Regions from separate parts of the Triticum aestivum genome. Here region 1 is linked to region 2. A link is a contact called in public Hi-C data. All regions are on one chromosome and are shown on one strand. Each heading gives the region's core, a stretch centred on a gene start, on an enhancer-like site or on the middle of the called end of the contact. The rest is flanking DNA. Distances are from core to core; before and after follow the strand shown.

Region 1 (6,492 bases), core at 972-3,471, 170 kb before region 2:
CTATATTGTGTACGCAATATAGCGCAGTGAGCGAACCGAGCATAGCTCAGATGGCTAGAATCCTTTTTGTCGTGGGACTAACGCAACCAGGTTTGAGTCATAGATTTGGCACAGAGTTGTCACATTTTTCAGGGTTTATTCCAGGCCTACCGACATTACTCTTTTAGTGGTATGGCGTGCCCCTCAACTACGAGGCGTTTCTGATGATTTTGTCAATCTCAAGATGCGTCAACTCCGTCTCCTGAAGGTGCTTTACATGGTTGAGTGTGCGTGTGTGTACATGAACGTCTGCGTCTATTCATACTATGTTTCTAGAAAAATAGCCCGATGATTTCTCTGATTCCCTCCCTTGTAAGGCCCGCAGTAAAAGCAATGCTCTTGATTGCGTGACGACATTGGAAACATATTAGATGATACCCTACACGTTGTTGCAGGAATAATTTGTAACATATTTTAATGATATTTGATAGTATGGAACATGGATATTTGAAGAAGTAATATGAGAACAAAAGCTGAAAATACATATTATTTATCGTGTTTGATAATTGTATAGTTAAAAAATATTTATTAATAGAGTATAAATTACCATGCACGTTCACATGTTGATGTGTTTTTTTTTCTTTATGCATAGTTGCATGTTGGGATGGACCTTTGCTCATGTATATTGCATGCTGAGGTGACATGCTTGCATGTTGAGAGAAATGGATTAGTGGAAGTTAGCTATTTAGATACAGAAGACACCAGACAAACGGATTTTTGCTTTCTTTTTTTGGCGACAAAACAAAAAATGGGGAAACAAATGCATATCTTCACTGGGCATAGCTTTAGGCATGATAAAAAGAATTTCTTTGGCCGAGCAATCAAGGGTGAGGATATGTGCGAATCAACCTGTCGTTGAGATGGTTAGGTGGACAGTGGTATTCCCAACCCACCAGAGTTCAAATCCTGATGCTCGCATTATTCCTGGATTTATTTCAGGATTTTCCGGCGATGCGCTTTCAATGGGAGGAGACGTTCCCGTCGACGACGAGGCGCCTATGGTGGCTTCGTAAATCTCAAGATGATATGCCGGCTCAGTCTCTCGGAGGTGCTCATAGGGGTAGGGTGTACGTGTGTGCGTTCATAGGGATGAGTGTATGCGCGTATGTATGAGCGCTTGTGTCTGTACTGATGCTAAAAAAAAGGTGAGGATATGTGTCGCTTACAGAGACCCCGAAGGAGCTCTGGTCTCAAGCACTGTCCTCTCGTTGCTATTACTGGGTCGGCCAAGTAGCTTCCTGCACGCAGTTTTTTTTCTCTCTGTTTTTTCATTTTTCATTCTTTACATTTTCTTTTTTCTTTTGTTTGTATTTTCAAAAATGTTTTAAATACATGTATTCCAAAAAAATAATATACTTACATTTCTATAAAATGGTGAATTGAAAAACATGTTAGCGTAGTATAGAAAAGTGTTGTTTGCATTAAAAAAATGTGACATATAAAAAATGTTCACATGCTTAAAAAGAGTATGTGAATTTTTTTAAAAAAAATCTATGCAATTTAAAAAATGTCCGTATATTTCAAATAAAATGTTTCAAATCATTGAAAAACGTAGGTTGCAGTTAAAAAATACACATGCGCTTCAAAAATATGTTCGTACTACTTTTATAAAATGTTGACACAAATGTAAAAAAAATGATTGTGCAGTTAAAAAAATGATTATATCATCCAAAAATTGGTGTATCTGAAAAATGTTTAGCACATATTAAGAAATACTCCATCCGTCTCAAAATGTAAGACTTTTTTGACACTAAGATAAATGCAGTATATTCAAAACATGTAATTTTAAAATTTGTTAATCATGTATTTAAAAATATTCAACATGTATAAATAAATGCTTCATGTATACTAAAAATGCTACAATGTGTGCTGAAAAAGTAAGTGTATATTCAAGTAATGTTATTACATGTCCTAAAATTGTTTACATGATCAAAATAATGTTTCGTACCATTCATAAAATGTACGTGACATTTTGAAAAATGTTCAGGCATTCCCAAAATGTTCGTGACATTTGAAAAAAAATACAATGTAAAAAATTATTTGTGTAGTTTTAAAAAGGAGCCATTAAAAAAGTTCTTTAGGGTGATCTAAGAGATATCACTTGGTTAGCTGCTTCCGATCAAATGTCAAAAGTTGGAACCCTTTTCCCAAAGCTTTTGGGCGAAAAGCTACTTCGACTTTAGAGGCCCGACGAACACAAGATTCCTCCGCCCCCAGTTGTCCCACCTGTCACGTCTCTATCGCCGCCTACCGCTGCCTCGCCCTTCCCCGCTGACGCCATGGCCACCTCCGCCGCTGCCGCCGCCTCGTCTCCTTCCTCCGACCAACCTCCCGCGAACAAGGCGGTCCACGTGGTGGTCAAGGGCCGGGTCCAGGGCGTGGGCTTCCGCGACTGGACGGCCGAGACGGCGGAGTCCCTCGGCCTCGCCGGCTGGGTCCGCAACAACCGCCGCGACGGCACCGTGGAGGCCCTCCTCTCCGGCGACCCTGCCAAGGTCGACGAGATGGTCATCCGCCGCCTCCCCGTCGGCCCTCCTGCCGCCGCCGTCACCGCCGTCGTCACATCCCCAGCCGACCACATCCACCCCTCCCTCGGCTTCGAAATCAAGCTCACCGTCTGATCGGGTGACCCCGGCGTTCGATCGACCACAGCCAGCGGGTTCTGCACGGCTTGTGCTCAACTGCCGATGGTTAGTGCCACCAACCTAATTCCATATCTGACCTCTTGTTCTGCAGCATCTGCACTACTGCATTTCTTAGGCAAACTGTTATAAGAGAACTATTGTGGTCAATGCGCACAACAATGGCTTTATTCGATCAGTCCACATGGTGGCAATTAGGATCAAAGGTCATGTCCAAGACTGTGTTGCTATGTATTGTACTCGGTATAGTTCTTGAATAATATAGCACTGCTGAATTTTGATTTAGAACTATGGTACCAAGATCAAATTGTTTCGGTCATTGACAAATTCACGACATAAATTTACCATCAAACACTTCCAATAACCGCGATCAGCTACGAACATAACGAGCAGAGTTACACATTCGTAGAAACCTGATATTAGCTCAACTTACTAGTGAACTAGATACATTTCTCTGTTCCTGATCTCCATATAAACCTTTGAATGGCATATACATTCACCTCCATCTTCGCAGATCTGTCTACCTTCTTCTAGCTAGCTAGGCCAGTGCCTGCATATAGCCACATACTGATATACATCACACTAAATTGCATAGTGTTACTCGCTCAACTTGGCAACTTGCTAGTGAACTAGATACATTTCTCTGTTCCTGATCTCCATACGAACCTTGAATGACTTAATACATTCACCTCCATCTTTGCAGATCTGTCTACCTTCTTCTAGCTAGCTAGGCCAGTGCCTGCATATAGCCATATACTGATATACATCACACTACATTGCATAGTGTTACTCGCTCAACTTGGCAACTTGCTAGTGAACTAGATACATTTCTCTGTTCCTGATCTCCATACAAACCCTGAATGACATATACATTCACCACCATCTTCACAGATCTGTCTACCTAGCTAGCTAGGCCAGTACCTGCATATACTGATATCCATCACACTACATTGCATAGTGTTACTCGCTCAAACCTTCTGTTGCAGCTCCACCATGGACTTGTCCTCCCCCTCCTCTTCCTTGTAGTGCTGCACGGGCTTGTACGTGTACTGCCTAGCACATATCAGGTAGTACACCAGGTTCATGACCTGCAGAAGTGTCACGACCCAGTAGAAGTAGTCCAGCTTGCCGCGGTTGATGTTGTCCGGGAGCCAGTTGGACCCGTCTGGGCCAGCGCTCCACCGGTGCACGATGGTGATGAGCAGCGTGCTGACGTAGCTGCCCAGGGAGATGGACAGCCAGAAGAGCGCGGTCGCCGTGCTGCGCATGCTCTCTGGCGCCTGGTCATACATGAACTCCAGGTGCCCCACCGAGTTGAACGCTTCGGCCACCCCATGAAGTGCGTACTGTGGCACCAGCCAGTACACGGACAGCGGGGCCGTCCCAGCGTCGGTGGTTCCCCCGGCCACGGCGGCCTCCCTGCGGTGGCGCTCGATGAAGCCCGCGACGAGAGAGGCCGCCACGGAGATGGTGAACCCGACGCCCATGCGGTGGAGGAAGGAGATGCCACGGTCCAGGCCCGTGCGGCGGCGGGCCAGCGGGACGAGCGCACGGTCATAGACGAAGAGGGTGACCAGCATGGCGAGCATGGTGAAGACGGTCATGGAGCCCGCGGGGATCTTGAAGGACGAGTGCGGAGCGATGCGGCGGTCCATGGTACTCGCCTGCTGCAGGGAGAAGGTGTGCTGCTGCGACGACGCCGTGATCACCAGGATGCCCGCCGCCCAGATTGGGCCCATGCGCACCACCGACTTGAGCTCCTCCACGCGGTGCACCGTGCTCAGCCGCCACAGGTTCAGCGGTTGCTTGCTGGAAGAGGCGTCCGTCGTGGGCAGGTCGCCGTCAGTGATAATGGCGGCTCGATCAAAGAAGCTGCACGGTGGAGCAGAGAAACAGGTCGATTAGTTTTGAGCATCACTCTTTTCTTCATCTCATGAGTTCATGAGAACAACAATAATTGTTGCTGTTCCCATCTTTTTAGCGGGCTTGGCACCACTGGAACCACTCGATTTTTTGGGAACAAAGCTTGGTTTACTGCCACAATTTTGGTTTTCAACAGCTCCTAATGATGATCTGAAAGGAGAAGCAAAGAATTGCTGGCTGCAGTTGGTGAATATAGTGTGGGTGACGTTGGGATCATCGACGAAGCGGGTATCAAAGCTTTTATCAGACAGGTCATCGAGGGACTTGAAGATTGAAACACTGGACGTTGTACAGTGTTAACCGGAGGTAAAGTTAGCTAAGATTAGTAGAGAGGTATGCGTGTCGCATTTCATGGGCAGGCCACTGAAAAGAAGAAGTGTACTAATCGGAAACAAATTGCTGCTGTTAATCTATAAACTGTACTATTTCGAGCGTGTGGTGAACGAGTCATTAGTTATCTGCTCATCTTGGTTAGTAATCAGATATATTTTGTGCTTTGCCGAAATCCAGCTCAAAGTAGTAGGGTGGGTTTTCGGTACAGGCGTGGGAAACATGAGTCGAACACAACTTGTTTTGAGCTAGAACTAGAACAGAGCTGAAACCGGAACCGCGGCGCTGAGATCCAGTCCAGCGGCGGCTATCGTTCCATCTTCAGCACAGCTAGAGCGCTCCAGCTCAGGAGGAGTATGCTCGTTTTTGGCCTCATTTGCTGACATCGCCTTCTAATCTCCTACGTCCTCTTGTTCATAAATGATCTTGGCCCATCTAAATTGGCTGGCTACATACATATATAGCTGGTACGCTGGTAGCCTCTAGTACTCGAAGTATCTTATCGTCGTTGCTGACTTGTAAAGTTGTAATGTTCACGGCCTCACGGGGATTACACACTCTGATTTGTGATCATACGATGCGGATTTTATTCCTTTTCGATGGAAGGCTGAACTTTATAAAGCTTACTGTGCTGGAGGTGGTTTCTCTAGTAAGTACTCCCTCGGTAAAGAAATATAAGAGCGTTTACATCACTACTTTAGTGATTTAAACGTTTTTATATTTGTTTACAGAGGGAGTGTTACCTATGTCCTAAAAACGTGTCTAGATACGGCAAATGTGAGACAAGTAATTGGGGGAGGCAGTATTTTAGTAAGGAGAGGGCACGCACGTACCTGAGCTGGGGTGTGTGCACGAGCTTGCCGTACATGGAGATGGGGGCGTCCATCTCGTCGTTCTCGTACAGCCTCCCGGGGTCGTCCGCCCTGGGGACGCGGCGCTTCCGGACGGCCGCGACGGCCACCTGCGCCAGCCGCGTGAACGGGCTGCCCGACGGGTCCAGCCGGCGGTACATCGGGTACCCGCCGACGAAGGCGACGACGGAGACGCCCATGCAGAAGGCCGGCACGCCGAGGCCCCAGCCCCACCCCACGTTGTCCTGCACGTACACCACCGCCGTCACGGCCACCAGCTGCGACGCGCCGTTGCAGAAGTAGTACCAGTTGAAGAAGCCCCACGTCCGCGCGCGCTCCGCCGTCTGCGACTCGTCGAACTGGTCCGCCCCGAACGCCACGATGCACGGCCGGTACCCGCCGGCGCCCACCGCGTTCAGGAACAGCGACACGTAGAGCACGGCGAGCTGCCACGGCAGCGCCTGCTCGCACGCGCCGCTGCCGCCCCCCGCCGCCTCCGCGGCCTTGCACGGCGCCGGCCGGAACTGCGGCAGCGCAGCCGACACCGTCAGGAGGGCCATCCCCTGTCATGCAAGAAGAAAGCACCAGCGTCACGTACAGTTCAGCTCTGCTTCATATGGGTATCGTCGTCGTCTACGTGCGAAACAAGTGTATGTGTGTGGCGTGTACGCACGAATTGGTAGACGACGGAGGCGCCGGCGATGGTC
Region 2 (5,829 bases), core at 546-3,045:
ATCCAGGTCAGAAGATAACAGCCATTTAAATCTTCAAAATACAGTTCTGGCACCAACTTATAATGATTTAAGAAGTGCGTAACAAAAGAACATTAGAAGTGCAGAATGGAGACATTGCTGACAAAATACAAATATGGAATCCACATGAATGAAATCGCTAAGATCAATATTTATTGCTTCATCCAATTAGTGGGCTATAAAAAACTAGAAACAAAACAAAATACCATGGCCGAATTAAACACGTAAGGGCAATTCAGAATGCGTAACAGAGCATCATCGCATGTCTATGATTATCTCACCAACTTTTAATTATTTGATTGAGAAGCGCTTAACAAAAGAACATTAGCAGTGATTGATAAAAGAACATTGAAAGTGCAGAATGGAGACATTACTGAGAGAACATACAAATGTCGAATCCACATGAATGAAATCACTAAGACCAATATATATTACTTCATCCAATTAGCAGGCTAAAAACTCAAAACACATCAAAATATTAAATACCATGGCTGAATTAAACACGCAAGTGCATTTCAGATGTGTAACAGAGCACATCATCGTACGTCTATGATTACAGCTCAACGTTGGGTGTTGGCTAAACAAAAGGAGGGAAATGGTGGGATCCATATTGGTTTGAGCAGGCAACTCATTTTGATTATCAGACAAACATGAATACTTCGACACAGAACTTGGTGTCTAATAAGGTCCGTCAAATTTCGAAGGATTACAGATCAAGGTAATGAAATATACTCATTATTGCCATAAGTATTCATAGATCTTGACTAAAATAGGCTACATTGTCAAGCTTAGTTCCCTGTAACATACAAATATGGCCTAATTTCTATTCAAACCACGAGGGTCTGGGAAAAATTCTTCAAGAGTTGGAGAACTGACGATTCAAACTAACGGGACAAGAAGCATCAAATACCTTAGACAGCATTATAACAAGGAAGCTGTTCTCTGCAACCTTGTTAGCTTCCAGAGTGGTATCATCCTTGAGAATTTTTCCTTGATATATGATCATCAGCTGATCCGCAGGGTACACTTTCTGCCCCTGAGCACTCTCGATGATTCTCTTGACCTCACCCACCTGCAAAACAGAGCAAGCCCTAAGCAGATTAGTACTAGTGAAGCAAAACTTCAAGCATTGCAGCCCCAAACAATATAGATACAGCAGATAACAGACTTCACACAAAAAATTCCGGCACATGTCGACTACTACCGAGCAGTACTCAACACGTTCAATTCAGAGCACCCAGCCGACGTAAAATTACAGGCATCAGCGCCCCAACAACCGCAAGTTGCGACCGATCTACACACCACGCCATCCACCCCCCACACACCAGCAGAGCCGAGCACCGACTAAACCCTAGATTCAGATTTCTTAGAAACGCGACATCGCCCGCACGGGCACCTAATCACGGTGCCACGGCGCGCCCCAATCGCACGGAGACGCCTCGAATCAAGCGAATTGCCGGAGGATTGCGCCGAATCGCGCGCGATTGGAGATACGCACGAGGGGAAGGGGGGAGAGGGATCGTACCGAGGACTCGGGGGTCGCCTCGATCTCGAAGCTTGTGCCCTTGAGGGTCTTCACGTTGAGCTTCATCGCGGCTTCCCTTCCACCCTCTCACTCGACTCTCGTCTCTCGCGGGTATCCCTATCTGACTCTCGCTTCGCCTCGAGGGTTTTCGCCTTGACTTCGGACTCGCGAGGGAGGGGAGGACGACGGAGGCGCACGGGGGAAGTGAGTTTATAGGGGGGAGCAAAAAAATCTGGAGCCGTAACCAAAAAGATATCCGATCAGATAGAGATAGATGATGGGGGATGCGGTGTCCGGCTGCGGTCCCTGACGCGTGGGGCCAGAGCCAGGTTGGGCCGATTTGCCAGTGGGAGGGTAACCGGTGTCGAGTCGGGAGGCGGACAGCGGGGTGCGAGGCGGTGGGCAGTTCGGCTGCTCCGAGGCGGTGTGTGGGCGGATCTGCGTGCGGAAGGGGCTCGCGTGTACACGGAGCGGTTTGGTGTGGATTGAGCGCTGACGTGTGGGGGTCACTCTTATGTTGGGTGGGCGTACCGGATCCGGGAAGATACTTCCTTCGCAGGGGGGAGACGGGCGGATGTGGAGTGCGAAAAGGTGGTTGTTGTGTTGGGTTGGAGAACAAGAAAGAAAGTGTTTTTTTTAATCAAAAAAACGAAAAAGCTATCTGACAAACGTCAGATGTTTAAGGATTACCAACGAACGCGCCAACTGCCATCGGATGAGGCGCACGAATCCTAAAGCAGAGAGCGTTAGCACCACGCGAACAGGGGGCAGCTTGCATCCTTTATCTCGGCTGACCCATTTTCCCTCTCCCACACGCCCTATCCTCTCTCTCCTTCACTCATCACTCTCCCGGCCAGATCCCAGCAAGTAGCCGCGGGAAGCCATGAATCTGACCTTATCTTCAGAGTGGGTGGTGCATTGTAGCCTTCTCGTCGCCGACGTGTGGTGCTCCAGCGGCGGCCATCCATGAACCAACAGAGGAGCCGCCTCGCTTTGATAAGTGGATGTGGGGGCTTTGCACTGGAGGGTTATGTGTCATAAACCTCCTCCTCGCTGGAAGGAGCATGAAGAGAAGAGGGGCGGAGTTGCACCGCGCGCGTGAGGGCACCGCCTATCTGCATAAATTGTTTTTTTCTAGATCAACAGTGCTTACCAAATACTCCATCTGTCCGAAAAAGCTGGTCCCTCAAATGGATTTATGTAGCACCAAGTTATTGCTAGATATATTCATTTGAGGGACAACCTCGGGACAACCTTTTTCGGACGAAGGGAGTATGTTTTATCAAACTAGATGATACCCCGCGCGTTGCTGCGGGAATCAGTTGCAATATTTTTTGATTAAATTTAGTTGTCTTAAATACTTAGCACTCCACGTATGAAGGACTATCCTGAATGAAAAAGTTATTAGTTATCTATAAAAGTTAACTGTAAGGGACATATATTTAGTTAGAAACATCGAATCAATATAAATAACCACCACAATTCATTTCAAACTGCATACCAACAAATTACCATCTTTAAGTTGCAACTACATGGTAGAAAATGTGGAATGGAATTTATAACCACAGTCATATATACTATATCCCAAAATCAACGGATTTTACTTTTCACCTTGGTTATGGGGTCTCACAAAAAAATGATACATGGTTTACATTGCCACATTAGACATTATCACTATATGCGGCCACGATGTTAATTACACCTAAATTTCTTGCGAAGTATTCTATCTGCATGGATAGAAACAAATCTTAAATCCAGTTATGAAACCAATAGCAGATCAAGAAATTATAAGATGTGAACATTAAACCATAGCATTTATAGGAAACAAATCACTGAAAATTGAAGGCCAGTCTCACCTTCTTGAACCATTTCTTGGATAAGCAACAACAGTGTATATACTAATCTCTGACGCAAAATTTTGCTAAGAGTAAATAAGTGTAAGAAAAAACACCTAAGGATTAGATACCACATTTCGCCAATGCATGAAGCAAATACAGAAAACAAAATCCCATAGATGAAGGGAAACAAAATAGATAGTCATTTTATATACCATCTCCAAATGGGCATTATGTAGCACGCAAAGGTATATAAATGCAAAATAAACATATGTTACAACAATTAACAACAATTTGTCAAAAGACTAACAGAGAAAAAGGAAGCACAAATATGTACTACATGAAATAACTTGCTGGCCACACCGCAAATCAATTCATGAATCAATTAATAAGCGTGTTATTTGAAGGAAATATGCCCTAGAGGCAATAATAAAGATGTTATCTATATTTCCTTATATCATGATAATTGTTTATTATTCATGCTAGAATTGTATTAACCGGAAACTTGATACATGTGTGAATACATAGACAAAACAAAGTGTCCCTAGTATGCCTCTACTTGACTAGCTCGTTAATCAAAGATGGTTAAGTTTCCTGACCATAGACATGTGTTGTCATTTGATGAACGGGATCACATCATTAGGAGAATGATGTCATGGACAAGACCCATCCGTTAGCTTAGCATAATGATCGTTTAGTTTTATTGCTATTGCTTTCTTCATGACTTATACATATTCCTCTCACTATGAGATTATGCAACTCCCGAATACCGAAGGAACACTTTGTGTGCTATCAAACGTCACAACGTAACTGGGTGATTATAAAGATGCTCTACAGGTGTCTCCGGTGGTGTTTGTTGAGTTGGCATAGATCGAGATTAGGATATGTCACTCCGAGTATCGGAGAGGTGTCTCTGGGCCCTCTCGGTAATACACATCACTATAAGCGTTGCAAGCAATGTGACTAATGAGTTAGTTACGGGATGATGCATTACGGAACGAGTAAAGAGACTTGCCGGTAACGAGATTGAACTAGGTATGATGATACCGACGATTGAATCTCGGGCAAGTAACATACCGATGACAAAGGGAATAACGTATGTTGTTATGCGGTTTGACCGATAAAGATCTTCGTAGAATATGTAGGAACCAATATAAGCATCCAGGTTCCGCTATTGGTTATTGACCAGAGATGTGTCTCGATCATGTCTACATAGTTCTCAAACCCGTAGGGTCCGCACACTTAACGTTCGATGACGATTTGTATTATGAGTTATGTGATTTGATGACCGAAGTTTGTTCTAAGTCCCGGATGAGATCACGGACATGACGAGGAGTCTCAAAATGGTCGAGAGGTAAAGATTCATATATTGGAAGGTTGCATTTGAACATCGGAATGGTTCCGAATGGATCGAGCATTTTTCCGGAGTACCGGGAGGTTACCGGAACCCCCCGGAGAAGTATTGGGCCTATTGGGACTTATTGGAGGAGAGGAGAAAGGCCACGTGAGAGGGGCGCCCCCCCCCTTGCCCAAAACGAATTGGACTAGGGGAGGGGGCCGCCCCCCCTCTTTCCTTCTCCCTCTCTCTCCCTTCCCCTTTTTCCCTCTCCGGTGGAAGGAAGGAGGGGGGCGAATCCTACTTGGACTAGGAGTCCAAGTAGGACTCCCCCCTTATGGCGTGCCCCCTTAGGCCGGCCACCACCTCCTCCCCCCCTTTATATACGGAGGCGGGGGGCACCCCAAAGAGACAACAGACATCTCTTAGCCGTGTGCGGTGCCCCCTCCACAGTTTACCACCTCGGTCATATCGTCGTAGTGCTTAGGCGAAGCCCTGCGCCGGTAACTTCATCATCACCGTCGCCATGCCGTCGTGCTAATGGAACTTTCCCTCGTCCTCAACTGGATCAAGAGCTCGAGGGACGTCATCGTGCTGAACGTGTGCTGAACACAGAGGTGCCGTACGTTCGGTACTTGGATCGGTTGGATCGTGAAGACGTTCGACTACATCAATTGCGTTACTAAACGCTTCCGCTTTCGGTCTACAAGGGTACGTGGACACACTCTCCCGTCTCGTTGCTATGCATCTCCTAGATAGATCTTGCGTGATCGTTGGAATTTTTTTGAAATACTGTGTTCCCCAATAGTGGCATCTGAGCCAGGTCTATGCGTAGATGTTATATGCACGAGTAGAACACAATGAGTCGTGGGCGATAATAGTCATACTGCTTACCACCAACGTCTTACTTTGATTCGGCGGTATTGTTGGATGAAGCGGCCCGGACCGACATTACATGACCGCGTTCATGAGACTGGTTCTACCGACGTGCTTCGCACACAGGTGACTGATGACCCACAAGTATAGGGGATCAATTGTAGCTCTTTTCGATAAGTAAGAGTGTCGAACCCAACGAGGAGCAAAAGGAAATGACAAATAGTTTTCAGTATGGTAAT

The links. A called contact is a pair of places that touch in the nucleus more often than the background predicts.
Region 1: a contact with region 2 is called in a Hi-C map of leaf, with 4 times the contacts expected there. The contact joins the promoter of LOC123164861 here to the promoter of LOC123164094 in region 2. A contact is called at or near these places in 3 of 5 Hi-C or Micro-C datasets (all in leaf) and 1 of 1 datasets of contacts at active chromatin or transcription factors (leaf).

Annotation. Positions count from the first base shown.
Region 1 is chr7D:169,523,424-169,529,915 of IWGSC CS RefSeq v2.1, reverse strand. LOC123164861 (acylphosphatase-like) reads left to right here and starts at 2,221. Exons shown (of 1, transcript XM_044582466.1): 1 at 2,221-2,966. The coding sequence starts at 2,319. The coding sequence ends at 2,660. It overlaps LOC123164860 (protein NRT1/ PTR FAMILY 3.1), which reads right to left. Exons shown (of 4, transcript XM_044582465.1): 2 at 6,459-6,492; 3 at 5,768-6,348; 4 at 3,463-4,553. The coding sequence ends at 3,650.
Region 2 is chr7D:169,349,602-169,355,430 of IWGSC CS RefSeq v2.1, reverse strand. It overlaps LOC123164094 (ubiquitin receptor RAD23d), which reads right to left and starts at 1,795. Exons shown (of 12, transcript XM_044581507.1): 1 at 1,544-1,795; 2 at 929-1,090. The coding sequence starts at 1,609.